Regions from separate parts of the Mus musculus genome. Here all the other regions are linked to region 1. The links are chromatin contacts, called in public HiChIP or PLAC-seq and promoter capture Hi-C maps. All regions are on one chromosome and are shown on one strand. Each heading gives the region's core, a stretch centred on a gene start, on an enhancer-like site or on the middle of the called end of the contact. The rest is flanking DNA. Distances are from core to core; before and after follow the strand shown. Region 1 holds the start of Ano10 (anoctamin 10). Region 2 holds the start of Zfp105 (zinc finger protein 105). Region 3 holds the start of Sec22c (SEC22 homolog C, vesicle trafficking protein).

The links. Promoter capture Hi-C pulls out the DNA fragments that hold promoters and counts their contacts. HiChIP or PLAC-seq counts read pairs in DNA pulled down with a chosen protein or histone mark.
Region 2: a contact with region 1 is called in a promoter capture Hi-C map of neural stem cells. The contact joins the promoter of Zfp105 here to the promoter of Ano10 in region 1. A contact is called at or near these places in 1 of 39 promoter capture datasets (neural stem cells) and 2 of 115 datasets of contacts at active chromatin or transcription factors (bone marrow-derived macrophages and embryonic stem cells).
Region 3: an H3K4me3 HiChIP or PLAC-seq map of bone marrow-derived macrophages shows a contact between it and region 1, with 3 times the contacts expected there. The contact joins the promoter of Sec22c here to the promoter of Ano10 in region 1. A contact is called at or near these places in 1 of 39 promoter capture datasets (pre-B cells), 2 of 115 datasets of contacts at active chromatin or transcription factors (bone marrow-derived macrophages and large pre-B cells) and 2 of 9 other capture datasets (adipose tissue and liver).

What each region holds. Positions count from the first base shown.
Region 1 is chr9:122,292,137-122,297,105 of GRCm38.p6, forward strand. It overlaps Ano10 (anoctamin 10), which reads right to left and starts at 2,287. Exons shown (of 13, transcript NM_133979.3): 1 at 2,168-2,287. It overlaps Gm26797 (predicted gene, 26797), which reads right to left. Exons shown (of 5, transcript NR_168548.1): 4 at 4,232-4,306; 5 at 3,774-3,990.
Region 2 is chr9:122,920,444-122,925,412 of GRCm38.p6, forward strand. It overlaps Zfp105 (zinc finger protein 105), which reads left to right and starts at 2,635. Exons shown (of 4, transcript NM_009544.2): 1 at 2,635-2,775; 2 at 4,565-4,853. The coding sequence starts at 4,665.
Region 3 is chr9:121,702,523-121,707,491 of GRCm38.p6, forward strand. It overlaps Sec22c (SEC22 homolog C, vesicle trafficking protein), which reads right to left and starts at 2,507. Exons shown (of 7, transcript NM_001164562.1): 1 at 2,402-2,507.

The DNA.
Region 1 (4,969 bases), core at 1,037-3,536:
CCACAACCAAAAGCAACTTGGGAGGAAAAGGGTTTTTTGACTTCCATCATCTGGGAAGCCAAGACAGAAACTCAAAGCAGGAGCTGAAGCAGAGGCCATGGAGGGTGCAGCTTACTGGCCTGGTCAGCCTGCTTTCTTATACAACCCATGGCCACCCGCCTAGGGCTGGCTCCACTGGCCGTGGACTGCACACCCCCACCCCAATCAATCATCAGTCAAGAAAATGCCCCACAGATCTGTGTACCTGTCAATATGGTGGAGGGATTTGTTCAGATGAGGATAGTTTGTGTCAAGTTGAAAACAACAACTACAAAAAAAAAAACAAAAAAAAAAAAACAAAAATAAAAACAAAAAACAACCAGGACAAACAGCATTCTGAGCTGGCATCTTCCAAAAGCAGGTGTTACTGTGTAAAAATGCAGAGAGCTACAGACAACCCATGTATATACTGTGAGGGACTAGCTCAATGTAGCATAGATGGCATTTAAACACTTACTAATATACTTGCCTTGATCAGCCCTAATTCTTCACCTCCAAGCATGCATGTATTAAACACATAGCTGAAATACTATTATTATTTTAGAAAGAAGTAGCTGGTTGTTCAGTGTGAATATTTAGTGATCAAGGAAAATGATAAATGAGAAAATGTTAAGTTGGAAAAAGTCACAAATTAATATTAGAATACTACCCCATTAATTATATGTGTATTTATATACACAAAAGGAGAGAATTGACTCCCAGAATTTGACCTCTGATCCCTACACACATTCCATGGTATGTGTAAACCCACATGCACACATACAATAATATGTAAAAAAAAAAAAAAACACTTTTAAATATACAAATTAGGAAGAAAAACAAAATGCTACTAGAGGTCATAGGGTTCTGAGCATTCCTACAGGGCATTTATATTCTCAACTTTATCCTCTTTTCTGTGTTCCAACCTTTCTAGTTTTCCTCTTTACACACTCATACACACACGCACACGCAACCACACTACAGTCTATCCAAATGCACACTCGTTACAGTTTACCAGGCCTTGTCTATGCCTGTCTGATATTCTGCATCTCTCATTTCTCATCAAGAGGACCTAAATTTGGACTCCAGCACGCAGTAGAGTGCTTCTGTAATCCCAACTCCAGGTGATATGGGAGACAGAGACAGTAAAACCCTAAGAAGCCATAGGGCTGAATGGCCTGGAACAGGCAGCACAGCAGCAAAAATGAAAAGACACAAAGACATCCTATCTCAAACACGGTGGGAGGCAAGGGCCCACACCTGTGTCCTCTGTCCTGTACAAGCCTGTGTGTATCCGTTTGCCTGCACTCACAATAACACGAACGCACAGACAAAAATTTTTAAAAACCAAAAACCAAACCAAAGCAAACCAAAACAAAAAAACCCCAGAAAACAAAACTATATGCCTAGTAAAGTCACAGCCTCTTTGTCTGTGTGAGTGCCCTCGGACGTTCATGCCAGGTAAACAGCAAGCATCTCCCTCCCAGTTTACCCTGGTTAAGGGATGCACGGTTGCATTTAAAATTGTTTAAAGACAGAAAGAGTCCTTAGAAATATCTAGTCCTCTAAGGTTACTGTGACTTTAAATGGAAACCAGGCCACTCACAGTGCACCTGAAACTTTTAAAACTGCCGGGATTCGATTACAACATCAGGGTTTAAGGGATTGCGATTCAACTGTGGAGTGGGAACAAACTTGAAGAGACTTCAGTCAGACCGTCTACGCACCGCCTCAGCTATGGGAAAGAACAAACAGGGTTTCGGGTAGGGACAGGGCTCTGCACCCTTCACTGGAGTCATGCGACACCTATCACGGAAAGCGCACAATGGGCCCGGTCAGAAACCTCAGACCGGATCTGTTCACAACCCTAGAGAGACCGCGAGGTGTGACACAATCAAGGCTACCGGGCACCTTCCCCGAAGTGTCAATCAGAGCAGCCCGACACCCCGGGATCCCATGGTCAGTCAGAGACGGCCCTGCTCCAGGCCTGACGCAAATCCAGAGCCGGCCGACATCCCCCTGCCTCCGCCGGCTTTCACACCCTTGCGGATCTCCAGCCCTGACCAGTGCTTCCGTGGCTCTTTCCCTGTCGCGGGGGGGGAGCATCCCCAGCGGGCCCACCACACGGACTGCGCCCCTCCCCACTCACCGGCCGCCCACGCGGCGTCCTCGGGGACCGCGGGAGCGGGGAGAACCAGGCCCGCGGCGCTAAGGCGGACTGGATACACGACCGGGGCGTGGCGCCTTGGCCGACAGGAGGCGTCAACGACCGGGAGGGGCGGGGCCTTCCGGCTGTCACTCGGCGTGGGGGGCGGGATCACCGTGAAAGGGGCGGTGCCTTAACAGTTGTAAGTCCCGAGGAAGGGGGGCGGAGGTGTCAGAGTGAAGCTTCACTGGCTGACCCTCGGGAGAGGGGTGGGGCCGCGACGGAAGGGGCGGGGCCATGAAGGTTCTCATTTTGGTGGGATGTGGTGGTGCTGCATGGGCGTGGCCTCATCAGCTGTCGTTGTAGAGAGACATGTTAAAGGCGGGGCTGTGGCGAGTGGGGTGGGGCTTGGGTTGCTGTCACTCACGGCAGAAAGGGAGCCTCATCCGGAGGGGTGGGGCCTCGCTAGCGGTCCTCGTGGTGGTATGGGTGCGGGCTGGGTCTTGGCTTTGCTGGGTAGGGAATGGAAGGGAAAGGATAAGGCTCCTTACGCTTTCCTTTTCTTAATCTCTTAGACCAGAATCCAGACACCTGCCCACCTCTACCCTCTACCGTCTAGCCTCCACCCTCCACACCCTTCCAGTTTTTGCCTTCCTCCAGGGGACAAGGCCTTCACCCCAACCCCTGGGGGTGTTCCGGTTTGGAGGTTGTCCTCCTAGCCCCCTCTCTGCCTTAAGGAGCAATTCTTGGCTGGTTTTCAGCAGAATTCTGAAGCTCTCTTCTCTCTGAAAACCAAGGCAAATCTTTCAGAACTTTAACAATTAGAGTCAATTGACGACTCAGGAGACTTGTGGGTTTCAGTTGGAGAGTTCCAATTTTCTCAGCCCCTGAACTTACATTCATCCTTGCATATAACTTCATTCTTTGGTATCTGATTGGAAATGTTTGAAATTTTTTGAAAAACAATCATTTTAATGGAATATCTATTAAATCCTTTTTGCTCAGATAGTCTTTATACTGGAGATTAAACCCAGGGCCTTGTGCATCCTAGGGAAGAGATTATCCCAGCCCTCTTGGGAGTAATCTTATCACAGCTGAATTAACAAAATTTAGTTAAGCTGTGTTGGTGGCCCACACTTTTGTAGTCTCAGATACTCAGCAGACTGAGGCTGGAAGATCACTTGAACTGAGGAACTAGAGACCAGCCTGAGCAATGTAGTGAATCTCCATCTCAAAGCAAAGTACAAGATGTGAGCCTGAGTCATGGTGCCATGCCACTTAGTTTTTGTGAACCTGACACACCAATAGTTGCCTGAGAGGAAATCACATTAAGGAACAGCCTCCATCAGACTGGCCTTTGAGCTTGTGTGTTGGGGGGGAGGGGGGGTAGGGAGGAGCATTCTCTTGATGATGTGGGAGGGCCCAGCACACTATGGGTGGTACCATCCTAAGAGGGTGGAACCTGGCTGTTTAAAAGAGCAGGCAGTAAGCAGCAGTATTCTTCTGTAGTCTTTGCTTCAAGTTCTGTCTCCAGGACCCTGCCTTGAGCTCTTGACCTGGCTTACCTTAATGATGGACTATAAGTCAAATAAGCCCTTTCCTTCCCACGTTAGTTCTGGTCTAAATTTTATTGGAGCAACCAAAGAAGCAGGCTAGGACAGGCATGTCTTAGTTATTCTTTGCTATGTAACAACCCCCTTTGCAAGGCTCCATGCTCTCATGTTCCCAAGAGTCCTTCTTTCCAGTTGCTTCCTCTAGAACAGTGGTCCTCAACCTGTGGGTTGTGGACCCTTTGGAGGGCTCCAATGACGTTTCACAGGGGTCACCTAAAACCATTGGAAAACATGGATATTTATATTATGGTTCATAACAGTAGCAAAGTCACAGTTATGAAGTAGCAATAAAATAGTTTCATGGTTGGGGTCACCAGAGCAGAGGGGCTGTGTTAAAAGGTTGCAGCACTAAGAAGGTTGAGAATCACTGCTCTAAAAGGACAGTTTTTCTCTCCCTGTCTTAGGCGCCAGCTTCCTGAATAAACTAATCTCAGGAAAGCAGTCGGTACTTCACCTCGCTTTATCTTGCTCACTGTGGTTGGAGTTGTTTCCTGATCATTTCTGATTGTTAGCTCTCATTTCAGCCAGGCTTCAGATCAAGAGAAAAAGGAAAAAGGTATCAGAGAGAAAGGAAAAAGACAAAACGACAAAACCAAGAGGAAGCTCACTACCCTGCACTGATCTCTCTTCAACTTTGGGGTTCCCCGTCCAGTCCACTGCTGCCATTTACTTCATTGCTGGTATATTTTGTCAGATGTTTTAACAATAAGAGTGAGACACAGGGCGTAGTGGGCTTCCTCCAGTTTGATCAGAAATGGAACCTATTTATCCAATTAAAGAAGGTTTTAGGGGCTGAGAAGACCTCAGCTGGTGAGGTGTTTGTGGTAGGACTTGAGTTAATCCCCTTCACCACAGGAAAAGATGGGAGTGTAGCACCTGCTTGTAACCTCAGCACAGGCAAGGCAGCACATGTATGATACCTCAGCACAGGGGAGGCAGCACATGTATGTAACCTCAGCACAGGGGAGGCAGCACATGTATGTAACCTCAGCACAGGGGAAGCAGCACATGTATGTAACCTCAGCACAGGGGAGGCAGCACATGTATGTAACCTCAGCACAGGGGAGGCAGCACATGTATGTAACCTCAGCACAGGGGAGGCAGCACATGTATGTAACCTCAGCACAGGGGAAGCAGCACATGTATGTAACCTCAGCACAGGGGAGGCAGCACATGTATGTAACCTCAGCAC
Region 2 (4,969 bases), core at 1,385-3,884, 630 kb after region 1:
CTGGAGAGACTCTCCATGAGCGCAAAGACTGTGGACTCAACAGAGACCTTTCTGACCATGAGAGACTCCGTCACGGGGAGAAGCCATATAAATGGAGAGTGTGGGAAAGCCTTTATTATGACCAAAAGTTTCATGGTCCCTCACAAGCACAAGCTCCACACCCAGGAGAAAGCATTCAAGTGTGAGGACTGTGGGAAGGTGTTATCATTCAAGCCTGCTCGTACTGTAGAGTCCACACTGGAGAAAAGCCCTTTGAATGTAGTGAGTATAGGAGAGCTTTCAGTTCAGTCAGGAACCTCACTGAGCATAAAGCAATCCACAGTGGTAAGACGCCTGTGAGTGCAGTGAGTGTGGAAAGGCTTTACCCACACAGAAACCTTACTGAACATCAACGAATTCACAGTGTGGGGAAAAAAAATCTTATGAATGTCATATATGCAGAAAAATCCTTACCCCTAGCAGAAATCTTATGGTCGGTCCATCAACGAATTCACACTGGAGGAAATAAACTTATAAATGTGGAAAGTGTCAAAGAGATTTTAGCCAGAATGAGAATTTGGTGGTACAGCAGAGAATACACACTGAGGAAAAACCTTATGAGTGTGAGAAACGCAGCAAATCTTTTGCCTCCAAGAGAAATGTAATTGGCCAGCATAGAATTCACACAGGGGAGAAATCCTATGGGTGTAATGATTGTAATAAAGTTTTTAGGCAAAAAATAAAACATCACTGTACAACAGAAAGTTCACACAGATGAAAATTACCATGAGTGTGTGGGGTTCACAAAGGAATTCTTATGGACTTCAAGACTTCATCAATAACAAAAGTTCATACTGTGGGAGAATTATTTGGGCTGCAAATATGAGTCCATTGAGTCCCAAACAGAGATTCGGGAAATCTAGGTAGGGCTAGGCATATGCATTAGTATAAGAGTGCTTACCAGCATACACGAGATCCTGGGTGTGATGGTCTGAATATGCCCGGCACTATTAGAAGGTGTGGCCCTGTTGGAATAGGTGTGTCACTGAGGGTGTGGGTTATAAGACCCTCATCCTAGCTGCCTGGAATCCAGTATTCTGTTAGCAGCCTTCAGAAGATGTAGAACTCTCAGCTCCTCCTGTACCATGCCTGCATGGATGCTGCCATGTCCCTGCCTTAATGATAATGGACTGAACCTCTGAACCTGTAAGTCAGCCCCAATTAAATGTTGTCCTTATAAGAGTTGCCTTGGTCATGATATCTGTTCACAGCAGAAATGTCCTAACTAAGACACTGGATTTGAACCCAGAACAGTAAAAAAGAAAAATACAGTCATATGTGAAACAGCACACAATCACAGTGAAGTAACTGTTGAATATGACCCCCTAGGTCTTAATAGGGAAAACTCATGACCGCTCTGACAGACAAGTTGAAGAAACTTCACCTAGGTTTCTAAAGTCTAGAAAAACAATCTCAATTCTAATTAAAAGATAGTTTGTACCAAATCATTTATTGTGACTCTGGAAAGAGGCTCTGGAGCACTTTAAGACTGAAGAAACTGAGTTTGTCTCATAAAGGGTAATGGTGAGGTTGTAAATGATAGCAAAATAAGTTTTTTAATTTAAAAACTGGTCATTGTTTCTAAACATGTACATCATACATTTTCTTAACATGGTGTAGGTGCTACAGAAAACCTATATAATAGTGTAATCCAGAGTTGTGATCCAGTTCTGCTGCCTGAGAACAACCTGTGAAGAGCACTGGATTTAGGCTCAGAAGACATGGGTTTGGAGTCTGGATCTCCCCTATACTATGTGATGTCATTTATGGCCTCAAACTCTTAGTGCCCCAGCCCCAGCCTCTTGAGAGCTGGGATCACAGATGTGAGCCACCAGTCCTTGGCATGATACTGTGTAATCATTTAAGATTTACCCAATGAGGAACCCGAGTAAAGGGCGCTGCCTTCCTCTGGGTTTATCATTTCAAACACACAAAACCAAAGAGCGGTAACTGGAGTATTGTGAAACTCATTTGGGGGGCATCTCTGCCTGAAATGTTTGTGAGTTTTGTTATTGTTAGGTTTGATTTTTGTTTTGAGGACCCGGTCTCTCTATGTAGCCCTGGCTAAGCTGGAACTCACTATGTAGATCAGGCCAACCTCCAGTGCACAGAGATCCACAAGATTATGGTATGGCTCTGTGTGCTGGTGTGCACCACCACTTCTAACGGTTTTGAAATCTTTTGAGACAGTTAAGTACATCTGAATATGAATAGTTGTTAATTTTTCTTATTGGCAATGATGGTGGTGTACTTGGAATAAAGAGTTTTACTGTTTATAATTTCCAAAATTGACCTTAATTATATATGAGAATTAAGGCAAATATTGTCGAGATGAAGGATAGGGGTATCCTCTGTACCATCCATCAACCTTTCTGTACCATTTGATATTTTGAAGATAAAAATGCTGAGGGAATTTTCTAAGATCGTCAGCTCTGGTAGGTAGGGGCTCGGCTTGGGAGAGTGCCGCTGCCTGGCGGGCTAAAGCCCTGCCCGCCCTGGGCACCGAGGTGTACGACCCCCGTCGATTCCTAGAGAGGCCGGCCTGCCTGGGGAGCCGGAAGCCCGGCGCAAGGCACTTCCTGTCCGGTCATTGTTCTCAGCCCCGTTGCTGCCGAGAGACTCTGGAGTCTCATCCGCGAAGCGGCACCGGCCCGGTTGGGCCTTCGTGGCGAGCCGGTCGCAGCGGGCGGCGAGGGGCGCGGGACTGTTCTCCACCGACCATCGCGGGGCCGGGAGGTAGCTCGGGGTGTCCGGGCCGGGCGGCGAGCCTGCTGGTCGGGATGGAGGAGGGCGGCCTGTGCAGATGTCTCGGGCCTGCTGGGGCCAGGGGCCCGACAGTCTGGCCAGGAGACTCAGGCACGTGGTGAGACGAGTCTCAGAGGCTCTCCTGCCAGAATAACCCGCCAGAATTACTCTTTGAGGCCGTGGTGAAAAGCGTGGCATTACTTAGGAATTTAAGTTTGCACAGTGAAGATGATGTTGGAAAATGAATATGAGTACCCTGAAGCAGCAGCAGAATAAGGCAATTTAGTAAACATTAGCACCGGTTTCTAGTAAAAGAACCAAAGAGGGATAGAAGCACAAACCTCAAACTCCTTATATACAGCTAAAATAGATTGTTTGGCTTTATTTAAAATAAAACAAAACCCCTGTCGGCTTATCTGAAATAAAGAAGTCCCGTTAATTAGTAGTCGTGTGCCTGGCTTTAGATGCTGTTTTAGAAAGCCGTTTGGCAATAAATATAAACCCTTAAGCTAGTGATCACGCAGTTCCTTCTAAAGGAGTAATGCAGCTGGTCAAAGGAATTCTTCGTACAGGAAACTATTACTAAAATAAGCAATAAAGCCCACGTTTGCTAAAGAAAAGATTGTAAATTTAAAATCTTTTTGAATTGTGTGTCAGAATTGTGTGTGTGTGTGTGTGTGTTCTGTAGCTAGCGTATATTGAAAGACAAGACTTGTAAAACACTCATTGAGTCAAGAACTGGTTGTGGCTCAGTGGTAGAGCATTTGTCTAGTATACATTAGGCCTTTGTATGGATTCCCAGCACGGTAGAAACAAGCAAAACCACCAGTCCAGAAGGGTGAACCCTGTGCAAGTGCAGCCTGAAGGTGCACACACTGGGGACTGGGTAGGGTATCACCCAATTTGTGTATGTATATGTTTATGCGAAAGTATGTATAGGTCAGTTTTATGTGTTTATTGACAATTATAGAGTATTTGTGCAACAATTAAAAATAAGGATAAACAAGGTCAACATGAGTAATTTTGTTTTACAACCAAAATTTAGTCTTATCAAATATTTGGAAGATGTGGGAACTACAAAAATGAAACAGACAAAAAGAACCTCAAAAGTACTTGTAGTTATACTCTCTGAAATAATCATTCTTTTCTCCTTGGTAGTGAATCTCTCTAAGATCCCCTTTTTAAAAATCCGTCTAGCTGGGCAGTAGTAGTACACCTCAGCACTTGGGAGGCAGAGGCAGGCAGATCTCTTGAGTTCAAGGCCAGCCTGGTCTATAGAGTGAGTTCCAGGAAAACCAAGGCTATACAAAGAACCTCTGTCTCAAGGAAACAAGAAAACAAAACAAAATCAGTTCCCATAGTAAAAAAAAAACTGTAAGTAAAATAATAATTATCACTGGATTGGAACTTTTCCTTACTCTTTTTCTATATAATAGTTTTTACAGTTAAAATGTTAATTCATTCTTTCCTTCCTTCCTTCCTTCCTTCCTTCCTTCCTTCCTTCCTTTTTCTTTCTGAGTCTCAGTATGCAGCACTGGGTGGTCTGTGTAGACACAAGTGCTGGGATTAAAGGTGTATACTACCAGGCAAGATATTATTTTGTATCAGAAATAAAAAGTGATTTATACATCTATTTTTGTTATTTATAGTCAGCCCCTATCATTTGAAGGAGAATGAAACATTACTGTTTTACTGTGACCACCAACCAAGGACTAGTAACCAGTGGCTGTGTGTTATCCTTGCTAGATTAGCTGTTAACTCTCTTTTTCTGGTGTTGCAGTGAATAGCTCATCTTGGCTCTGGAGACTTGAAGGTTAGATGGAGCTTGACCGATGTTGGGTATCCCTCAGCTATCAAGGATCCTGCATTGAACAGAGAAGATGACTACAGAATTGAAAGAGACCATGGGCAGAGCCTCTTGGGACCCAGAGAAGGTGAAAATGGAAGAAGATGATGAAAGTGTCATAAGTCAGGCATCCAGCCAACAAGTGTACTATGAGAACGACAAGGACTGTGCCCCAGGGGAGGGTCCTTATGGAAGCATCAGTGTATCAGAAGATGAGGAAAAGGTAAATGATGATCTTGGAGAGAAGAGAAATGCAGACCCCAAATAGTGTCACAGGTCCTCTGCTGCCAGACCCAGACTCCATTTTCCTGATTAGGGCTCTGACCTTTATTCCTTTGC
Region 3 (4,969 bases), core at 1,257-3,756, 590 kb before region 1:
CACAGACTGTCCTGCCCTGTCATACATACATCACAGACTGTCCCTGATGTACACACACACTTTGTTGCTATACCAAAGCCACTCTTTTATTCTTATTTTCCTCTCACATTTACTCTTTATCTTCCACTCAAATCTCCCCAACGTAAGGATACAAGCAAGGGGCAAAATACAAATTTAACGTAGCAAAAGGAGCTGAATTTAGTACAGCCAGGTACCAGCGCCCTTCACAGGCGTAGTACTGAGGAAAGCATGCTAAGGGGACAGTAAGCCCGTGATGGATTCACTCTCTGATACAAGATTTGAGACCTGATTTCCAGCTTGGGATCTTCTAGGCTCCAAGCTGCTCGTGGATGAGATACAGAAGGAGACAGGGACCAACTACGGCATCGCTAAGAGCTGAGAGCAGAAGATAGCTGAGCTGGATACGAAGAATATCATGGCGTCCCTCTGTACTTGATCTTAGTCAAAGGGCTGAGAAGAACTCCACCTACCTTCTTCAATATTTGTGGGTGCTGCACCTGCAGATGCAGCCGACCTCAGATGGAAAATATTTTTAAAACAAAACAAAACAACTGCTTCTGTACTGAGTATGTACAGACTTGCCACGATTCCCTAAGCAATGTAATATGCAGCAACCACACACACAGCACACTATGTAGATGTTCTAATTAATGCAGATATTGTCCGAGGCACACGGGGAATATGCACAGATTTCTATAAACACGAAGCCACTGTATGCAATGGGTTGAGCCCAATCTCCCAAGGATGCAGAGGGACTAAGACCTTCGTATGGATAATGCTACTAAGTGCTCAGAGCTTCCTTGGACCCACTTCGCAGGTGAGGAAAACTAAGGATCAGGAGGTAGAAGCAGACTTCAGTCTCCCAGTTCCATACTCTTTCCACAGTATGTGGACCTCAAAACCAAACCTCCGAGTTCTCAGCTATTGTCTCTCTAAAGACGCCCTCTCCACCGCAGAACTGCCAACACCTAACCAGAGGCAGTGTGGGTCTCAAACCTGTAATCCCAGCACCAGAGAACTTGGGCTATAGTGAGACTATGTTTAAAAACAAAAACAATCTCTAATCAGAGACTTGCTGGTAGAGGAAGGGTCCCTACAAGTGCCCCTTGAAATGCAGAGTGTGGTGGCTTAAGCTCATAATATCAGCACTTGGGGGGTGGGGTGGAGGCAGGAAGGTCAGGAGTTCAAAGTCACCCCCAGGCGAGTGGCATGTTAAAGGGCAGTTTAGGCTGCAGGACAGCCTGCCTAAAACAGAACCAAGTGGTGAGTAAACTGCTGGAGTTAAAGCTCAGAGGCACACACCGTTAATCCCAGGATTTAGAAGAGGCAGGCAGACCCAGGCCAGCATGGCCTACACAGTAAGTTTCATACCAGCCAGGACTACAGAGTGAGACCCTCTCTAAAATAAAATAAAACCACCTCTCCTTACCTAGTGTATTATACTCTAAAGTCAGTTGTCTTGTCTGGCTATGCACTGCCTCTATCTCTGCCACCTGAGTGCTGGGATTAAAGATGTGCACCATCACCCCAGCCTTGATCTGAAATTCTTTATGAGACCTCAAGATGTCCTCTCTGTTGTCCACTAAACATTTACGAGGCATCTCTAGGGACCTGTCTACAACTGTCTTCCTGAGAAAGCTGCGGTGCGAATGAATCCTGTATATCAGTGTCAGGCTATGCAAAGCTGTCCCCGTTCTCATTTCCCTGACAAGTTCTTTACCTGAATAAACTCTCTGTGTAGACTTTTACAGACACGTTGCTCTAGCATTGGCTCTGCACTGAGGGTTGCTTTAGTTTCTCTGATCTTGTCACCCGCTACACCAACCGAGCTGGGCATGGAGGCCATACACCTGTGATCCCAGAACTTGCGGGGCGGGGAGTGGAGGCAGGAGGATCCCAAGCTCAAGGCCAAACTCGAGTTACATGGGGCTCCGTTTCACAAGACCGCAAACTGTAACGGCACCTTTCATCAGAGGTAACTCAGTTCCTTCCCTGGATTTGGCTTTTTGCAAGCTTGACCCCCGCTCTGCTCTGCAGGTTCTTTGTCCCGGCTTATCCAAGTCCAGGAAAGTTGGTGTAGGGGTGACCAGGCCTTGAAGAAGCCAAGTTCTGCTAGACCAGCAGACTAAGGAAAGTTTGCTCTCAAAAGAAGCAAGTGACAGGACTAGAGTTCAGTCTACATAAAGGGAACCACCGCCCCGCCCTCCCGAGACACGCCCCGGCCCCGCCCCGGGCAGCAGGCACAGCGGGCAGCGCATCCCAGCCGGTACGCACCGTGCAGGGGGCCGGGCCTCGGCGGAGTCCCACCGGCCCGGGCTGCAGCCCGGTGGCCTAGACCCCGACCCCACCTCTCCACGCCCGCCTGGCCCGCTAACCTCACCTCGCCCCCGCGGCCGACCTCCGCCTCGGCCACCGCAGCCCACCCCGGCGGCCGGCGGGGTGCAGGTTACCCGCGGCCCGGCTGTAGGAGGCAGGATGTGGTGCTCATGCGCACACCGTGAGCTCCCATTCGCTGCTGCTAAGCGACGCCAAACAGACCAATCGTGGGGCGTCTCTGCTGTCCAGTTGTTCAGACCCGGGAATTGAGTGAATCTACCAGGGCTGGCCCGGGTTTGCTCCCCTCAGCCCGCGTCTCTTCCGCAGGTCCCCAGGCCCACGTGCGAGTCTCACCTCGAGCGGTGAGAAGAGGCTCCGACGTCCCCACGATGCCTGGCCTGGAGCGGACAGGGCTGTTCTCCAGAGGCGTCTAGGCCCCGTGTGACTGGAGTGACACTCCCTGGGCGTGGGTTCTTGCAGGCTACGCAGCTGGGCAAGAGGCCCGAGATAGAGGATCCGAAGAGCACAGCCTTCTGCCAGCCTGGAGGAGGTGCCAAAGTCCGATCCCTGAGCCACACACACCTCGCTATGAGGCTGGAGGGAGATTGGGTAGCACAGTTAGGCCCTTACTGTTTTGACAAGTGCTGAGCACCGCTGTTTGCCGCGCACTGCGTACACAGGAAGTGTGAACACAGAAACCAAATCAAGAGAAGGGGGTAGGGCACCAGGCAGGAATTCTGGTGTTTAAACACGAGTTATGCTTCACAGAAGCATGGGTTCCAAAGAGAATTTACAGGAACAGTTGTCTTGGAGTTGGGGCTCAGGAAAAGCTTCTCCAAGTCTCAGGCCATTGGGCAAGGGAGAGTTTGTGTGTTTCAGAGACATTTGCTTGTGCACAGAACTCTGTGGGGCTGAGGATGTATCTCTGTTGATAGAATAACTGAACTACAAAACCCCGGGTCAGGCCTGTCACCCTCTTCATACATCAGAACTCCAGGCTTTCCTTGGAACGTCCCGGCTCTGGTTCTCAGGACCTCAGCTTCTCACTAATGTTACATCATCAGCTTCACGGATACTTCATTTTTATCCCTTGAGACAGGGTCTTGTGTATCCCAAGCTGACCTTGAATTCACTGTGTAGCAGGCTGACTCTGAAGGCTATCCTACAAACTCCATTTGCTGGGCGCTGGGATTACCGATGTGTGTGTGCTTCCACAGCAAGGTTGTGTGGCTCTGGAGCTCAACCCCAGGGCTTCCTGCCTTCTAGACAAGAGCACTACCCACTGGGCCACATCCCCAGTCCCAGCTCCCCTGATTCTGAGGCCAAGTGCAAGTCAGTGAACCCCAGAACTGGCTCCCCTGGTTCTCAGCCTCTGTCACCACATGAGCATGTTCCCCTCATAAACCACCATATAGTCAGAGAGAGCCTATCCATTCCATCTCTGCGGAGAAGCCTACAGTGGGTGCCAACCTAGCAGCTGGATAGACACGGTACATGGAGAGACCTGAGCTGAGTGAAGACTTCTAAACGACACTTCTCTGGTGGGTGGAAATGGAAGCAGGGCTTATGTAACCACAGACAAATTACAAAACGAACACAGGAAGACTTGTGACAGCCTAAGATAGCCTTTGGGCATTATTGTGTTCTGGTATTCAAGTCATGCCATGGTTCCCTCCCACACCAAGTCAGGGCTTGTCTGTAACAAGTCCCAACAAGGCTAGTTCATAACATTCACAAAGGAGAAAAACATGAAGGAGACCAACACCCTGTCCACTGTGTGCTCTGTCTACATAGAGGATATTTGGTATTAGACCTAGAAAACTCTAGATTTAGCAGTTGTGATGGTTTGTATATGCTCGACCCAGGAAGTGGCACTATTAGAAGGTGTGGCCCTGTGGGTGTGGGCTTTAAGATCCTCATCCTAGCTGCCTGGAAGCCAGTATTCTGCTAACAGCCTTCAGACGAAAATGTAAAACTCTCACCTCCTCCTGCACCATGCCTGCCTGGATGCTGCCATGTTCCGGCCTTGATGATAATGGACTGAACCTCTGAACCGGTAAGCCAACCTCAATTAAATGTTGTCCTTTATAAGACTTGCCTTTGCCATGGTGTCTGTTCACAGCAGTAAACCCCTAACTAAGACAGGAGTGTAGTGCCTCACACCTGTTATCAGTATTCACACCAGTATTCACACCAGTGTTCAGGAGGCTGGTAGAGGAGCCTTGCCATGGATCTGCGGCTACCCTGGGCGAAATAGTGAATCCTAGGCAAGCTTGAACAGAGACCCTATTTTAAAACAACAACAACAACAACAAAAACCAAGAGGACTGGAGAATTGGCTCAGGAATTCAGATCACCTTGTTCCTCTTGCAGAGGACCCGGGCTTTACTGTGTATGCTCACACAGTGGCTCACAAACATCTGTAAGTCCTAGATGACTTGACATCCTCCCCTGATAGCCACAGGCACCAGACAGGCACGTGGTGCACATACACATATGCAGGCAAAACATTCATCCACATACATCTAAACAAAATGTTTATAAAGCAAAAATACATCTAAACACAATGTTTATAAAGCAAAAATAAAGAACTTCAGGCTGGCATGTGGTGCCAGTGAGGGGATGTTTTCGA